Regions from separate parts of the Mus musculus genome. Here region 1 is linked to region 2. A link is a contact called in public promoter capture Hi-C data. All regions are on one chromosome and are shown on one strand. Each heading gives the region's core, a stretch centred on a gene start, on an enhancer-like site or on the middle of the called end of the contact. The rest is flanking DNA. Distances are from core to core; before and after follow the strand shown. Region 1 holds the start of 9430060I03Rik (RIKEN cDNA 9430060I03 gene). Region 2 holds the start of Erfe (erythroferrone).

The links. Promoter capture Hi-C pulls out the DNA fragments that hold promoters and counts their contacts.
Region 1: a contact with region 2 is called in a promoter capture Hi-C map of liver, with 8 times the contacts expected there. The contact joins the promoter of 9430060I03Rik here to the promoter of Erfe in region 2. A contact is called at or near these places in 3 of 39 promoter capture datasets (liver and pre-B cells).

What each region holds. Positions count from the first base shown.
Region 1 is chr1:92,949,247-92,951,946 of GRCm38.p6, reverse strand. It overlaps 9430060I03Rik (RIKEN cDNA 9430060I03 gene), which reads left to right and starts at 1,357. Exons shown (of 2, transcript NR_015525.1): 1 at 1,357-1,467. It also overlaps a transcript of Gpr35 not described here.
Region 2 is chr1:91,365,163-91,367,862 of GRCm38.p6, reverse strand. It overlaps Erfe (erythroferrone), which reads right to left and starts at 1,433. Exons shown (of 8, transcript NM_173395.2): 1 at 1,215-1,433. The coding sequence starts at 1,382.

The DNA of each region.
Region 1 (2,700 bases), core at 108-2,607, 1.6 Mb before region 2:
CTTCAGGATGAAGTGAGGTTGGGAGATGAAGACTCGGTGTGAAAGTTGAGTAGGCTTCCTGCTCAGTATCCTCGCTGGTCCTGGAGGGTGAGGGACAAGCCCAGATCAATTAGGATTCAATCATAGGTTCAAACACAGGTGTCCTGACATGACACCTTTCCAGACCCTGGGCAGCCACAAAGCACAGCCACTGGTCCCTGGCCCAGAAGCCTTCACCATAGGCACCAAAGCTAGGCATGCCTTTCTGGCAGGTAAACTCCTGGCCAGCTGCAAAGGAGCAAGTATCCCAGGAGCTGAAAGTAAGCCTAGCCTGAGCTGTGGTCTGGGTGGAAGAACTGCACACATTCTTGACAGAGCCTCACCCTTGTGTCCCCTGAGACAAAGGGCCAACAGGCCCAGACTCAAGGCAGCATTATATGGGTGCTGTTTGAGGACAAAAGGGTAGCTGGGGGTTCAGCACCAAGTGGATGACTAAAAGTTCTGCAGGTGAAGTTTGAGCTCCCTTCCAGGGGGACGTGCAGAAAATGCTCCCGGCCAGCAAGGTCAGCCTGCCTGCCCTACCAAAGCAGAAAAGGCCCTCTGAGAAAGCAGCTCCACCCGGGGCTTTGTGGTGGGCCCAGAGGCTGGCTGCAGCGTGTTTCCAAGAATAAGGTGATTCTTCCAGGCTAAAAGGGGTTAAATTTGGCAAGTACCAAAAGAAGCCAGGGAGGCATACCTAGGGAGCTCTGCAGGTTAGTAAGGCATGCTTATGGGTGGGAGGAGTGAGGGGGAAGAAAGAAAGAAGAGCAGATAGGGGAAGGGAGGGAGGGAAGAGGGGGTCGGGAGAGTGCAGTAGCAGAGCATGGGGCTACTGGCTGACCTGATGCTTGCCAAGGTTCCAGCAGCCCAGCCCACCCTGTTTCACCTCCTATCCCATGCTGCCCTTCCATGACCATGTGCTCTCAAGACCAGGACTCCATACTCACCCTAGAGGCTCTGGACCTTCCAAATCGACTGAGCTCAGGAGGAAGGAGAGGTGAGAAAGGTCAGAGAAGGGCAGCCAAGACTGGGCAGCACACAGCCTAGGGAAGCTTTTACCCACTACCCTGGAACAGGAAATAGTGCTGGGAAGGGGCTGGGCTAGTAGAGGGGCCAAAGTCTCCTAGGAAGGAGACATTCTCACACAAACACACCCAACCTGCCCTTCTGGATCTGCCGGGTCCACCTTCAGCCCTTCCCTGCCACCAAAGATAGTTTGCTCAGCAGGCACGTTGCCGCTCTGGACGTGGAAGAGGAGTTCTGTTGAGGAGCCTCAGCTCTTCCCAGGAACCTGGAGTTCCCATCTGGGTTGCTTCATATATTAAATGGCTTATAAACAACAGACACTCACCTGATACTTCTGGGGGCTACAAGTCCAAAACCAAGGTCTTGGAGCTCCAGAGGTTGGTTCATGCCTGGTCATCTTGCTGCAGCCTCATGGTGGAAGAGGTAAGGGGACCCTCTAAGGTCCCTTCTATAAAGATTCTGTATAAGTTACTTTTCTCATTGCTATGACAAAATACCTGATTTAAAACAACTAGATGGGTTTATTTTGGTTCACGAAAAGTAACGCAGTCCATTGTGGTGGGAAGTAGGCAGCAGGAACACAAGGCAGCTGGCCATAGGGCACCCGCAGTCAGGAAGCAGAGGCAACTTCTGGTATTCTGCTTTGTGTCTTTTTATTCATCTGGGACCCCAGCCCAGATGGTGCTCCCCACACTCAGCATGGTTTTGCTTAGTTCGGTTATCCTTCTCAAAACAGACACTCTTGGTGTTCCTGGGTGGCTCAAGTTCCTGTCAGGTTGACAACCAAGATCCTGCCAAGCCCTAATGCCTGCTCCCACCCTAGTTAAGCTAGTCCTGCAGGCAAGGTGACAGTGGGAACTGCCACTACAGGCCAGGTGACAGTAGGAACTGCCACTACAGGGCTTGGCATACCAAGGGCAGTGAGCTCTTAACCCTAACATCACAAGCACTAAAACCCCTCATAGAGTCCCCACCTGTGTCCTAAACACCTTCCCAAGGTGCCTAGTAAGGGAAGGCAGACTTTCAGATCTTGGTGGTACCCAGAGCTTTGGAGTGCCACTCCTTGGAAGCCCTTGACATTCTCGGTGTCCACAGTGGTCTATGCTCACTCTTCAAAACCAGGGCTGCCCTGAGAAGCAACAGCCTGGTGCCTATTCTTCATCCCTGCCTCAGCTAGGCACCTGGAACTCCTCAGACCGTGGAAGGCAGGGTCTAGTTGAAATGTCCCCATGATCTTAAAGAGTGACCCACAGCTTAACTGCGCCTCCTGGAGGTCATTGGGGGTGATGCACATCAAAGAGCAATAGTTCAGTACTATGGCAGCCCTCAAAAGGCCTCTTCCGAGAGCCAAGACAAGCATGTGGTGACACTTGTGAAGATGCACGGTGTTGTGGAATTCCGGGCAAGGGTGTGGGGCTCCTGCTGCCTCCAAGCCCTCAGCAGATCTCTAACACCTCTGTCAGCTGGGAAAAGCCCACTTCATAGAGGCTTAGATATGTTCCTTGGGCAGCCTGAGGGGGACAGGCATTTTAAGGATCTTTCCTGTAAGCTGTAAGGTAGAGTAGCCTTCCTCAGAGACTTCCTAAGATGTTACTGGAGCTACTACCAAAACAGACACTGTTGAGAGGGGAAGGGACAGCCAATAATAAAATGTTA
Region 2 (2,700 bases), core at 184-2,683:
CATGTAGGGCTACCAGCTAGGAAAGGAATGAACCATTCAAGAGGCCTTAGAAGAAGTCAAGGGCACAGACTCCAGTGTCTGACAGAAAGACCCAGGATCTCAAAACTACCCAAACCGGGGTCTTGTGGGTCACAGGCCAGGCTGCTGTGTCAGGATGATGGAGGCTTCTATGCTTCTTGCTGTCTGATGCCCTCAGTGGACACTCACAGTGCAGTGCTTCCATTATAGGTCAGAACAGGTGTACTGACCCTTCCAGGGGACCGGTGGCCTGTGTACAGACTCGCACCACTGTCAACTTGAGGGCAGCACCGAAAATACATGGAGCCATGTTGGTCAGGGGCCCCAGGAGTTGGAGTGGGAGCTGGGTTCCAGCTATCAGGGAACTGGTGACACCTTGCCCCTCCCAAAGAGGGTTCAAGGCCAACATTCCACTGGGAAGGTCCAGCCTACTCCCCACTTCCTGGTGACTATGTCTGGACCTCATGAAAGTTTTGAAGGCTGATGGCTGGGGGTCAGGGGGAGGCTTCAGACAACAAGGACATGTTTACTCCCACCAAAGGAGGCAGAAATGGGATGGTGGAAGGACCCAGGGATGCCTTGCAGAGGGAGGTATTGTAACCATCTCCAGCTGTCTTAGTGGATGTTTTGTTGGCCCCTGGGGTGCTGAGAACTGAAGAGCGCGCTGGCCTGGGGTTTCCTTGTGCCTGGCCCACAGCATGAGCGATCAACTAGACCCTGAAATTCTTCCCTGAACTCTCACCAACAGGACTGACCAGCTCCAATGAAGGCTACCAATCCACCCTCCCCAGGCCTCTAGCCACACCCTCCCCAGCCTGCGTCTCCACCCCAGCAGTTCAGGTGGAGATCTTGGGAGGGATCGCAGGCAGAGCCTGGTTACATCACTCCTTTCCCAGACGCAGTCACCTAACAAAAAGGAACTAGATCTGGGAGCCCCGCTCTCTCACCAGTCTTCCAGTTTCACGAGGAGCAAGTTAACTGCATTTCACACCTTTCCCAATCTCTCCTACTGGCCTAGTGGAGTTCTGCCGCCAAAGCCACGGTACAGAGGACGCATCCACCCAACCCTGGGTCTCACAGAGCCCCTGAGAGCGACGTATCCCCAGTGTTGGACACTGCGCAGCAAGGGGTGCCACCTTCCCCACCGTCTTAGGGCCCCCCGGGACAGGAAGATGTGGGGCGCGGCTGCGTCTTACCGGCGGGCTGTTGGCTGGCGGGGCGGGCAGCTCGGCCCCGGGCGGCTGCGGGCGTGCATGAGTCCCCACGGGCTCCGCGGACTCAGGGACACCGAGGCCCATGGCGGCGAGTAGGCTGGCGCAGGCGAGCAGCGTGCGAGCTCCGACGGGGCGGCGGGTCGAGGCCATGCTGGCGGCGGCGGCGGCAGTAAAGAGCACGGCTGGTCAGGTCGGCGCCTTATAACGCGCTTGAATCCCCCGCCTCGCGCGCGCCGCCCTCGCTGCCGTCGCCCCCTCGCGGCTAGGGCACGCTCTGCAGGCACAGGGGACCCTGAGGAGGCGGGCGCCCGATCCGGTCCGTGCACGCCTCCACTTTGCTGCCTGTAGCCCAGGGTTAGCTTCTCTTCTCCTAGCCCTGCACCCGAGGCTTTCTAAGACACCCCCCCCTTTCTCTAAGGACACCCACTGCACCATTCTGCACGTCTTCTTAGGACCTCCCCCCGCCCCGGGTCTCTTCTTTTCTCATGGTTCCAGGCCTTAATGACAAGTTGAGTACCTGAGAATATGGCAGCCCTTATGGCTCCTCCTTTTCAAGCTGGGGAACCTGGAGCACTTTTAAGGTTTCCCTGCTCTTCCCCACCCCGGATGTATCTGCACAGCTGGCACCTCTCAGGCTCCAGCTACGGAGTCTGCTACTAGCAGCTACAGAGAACTGACCCAGTCTGGCTGAAAGGTCGGATCCCTCTGATGTCCTAAGCCAGGCAGATGGAGCTCAGACTGCTGCCCACTGCCCACCACGGAGCATTCAACCAGGACAGATGTGGCAAATCCTAAAGGATGAACTGCGAGGAGGCCTTTTCTGGGTGGTTCTCCTCCAGAGAGGCAGGCCTAGCTGCCTTGAGCTGCTGTCATTACATTGGCTGTAGATAAAGCAGCACACCTGGGTTTCTTTGTTTCTTTTTTTGTTTTGTTTTGTTTTGTTTTGTTTTTTGTTTTTTCCTTTGTTTGCTTGCTTGCTTGATTTGTTTTAATCTTAAATTGTGTGCGTCCAGGTGCCCTTAAAGGCTAGAAGAGGGAGTCCAAAGAAGGGACTTGATTTGGGAAGCATGACCCTAAGATATCAAGTGACCCTGCTCTGTTCACAGTGAGGGCCCCAGCTGGAGCGCTGACAACCAGATCTGTTGCCATGTGAAAGTAGTTATTTTCCCAAACAACGGACTGTCCTAGTGATGTCATGGGTTCTTCCAGAGGGCCCAGATCCAAATAGTTCTGGTACTGGCATGGCTTCCTGGACCCTAGCTCAAGGTAATGACGCGGTCCAGTTCAGGCGCATAGCCCCAGAGCTCTAGCCATTCAGGAAAGGTTCCCGCATGTTTGCAGGGTCCTGTTTGAAAGCAAGGTCCTCAGGAGGACAGGAGTGCATGGCAAAGCTCACAGGGCGCTAAGCATAGGGTCCACAGCCTCAAAGGAGTGGCATCTCTGATTCAGAAGTGGGACCCTTGAGTGT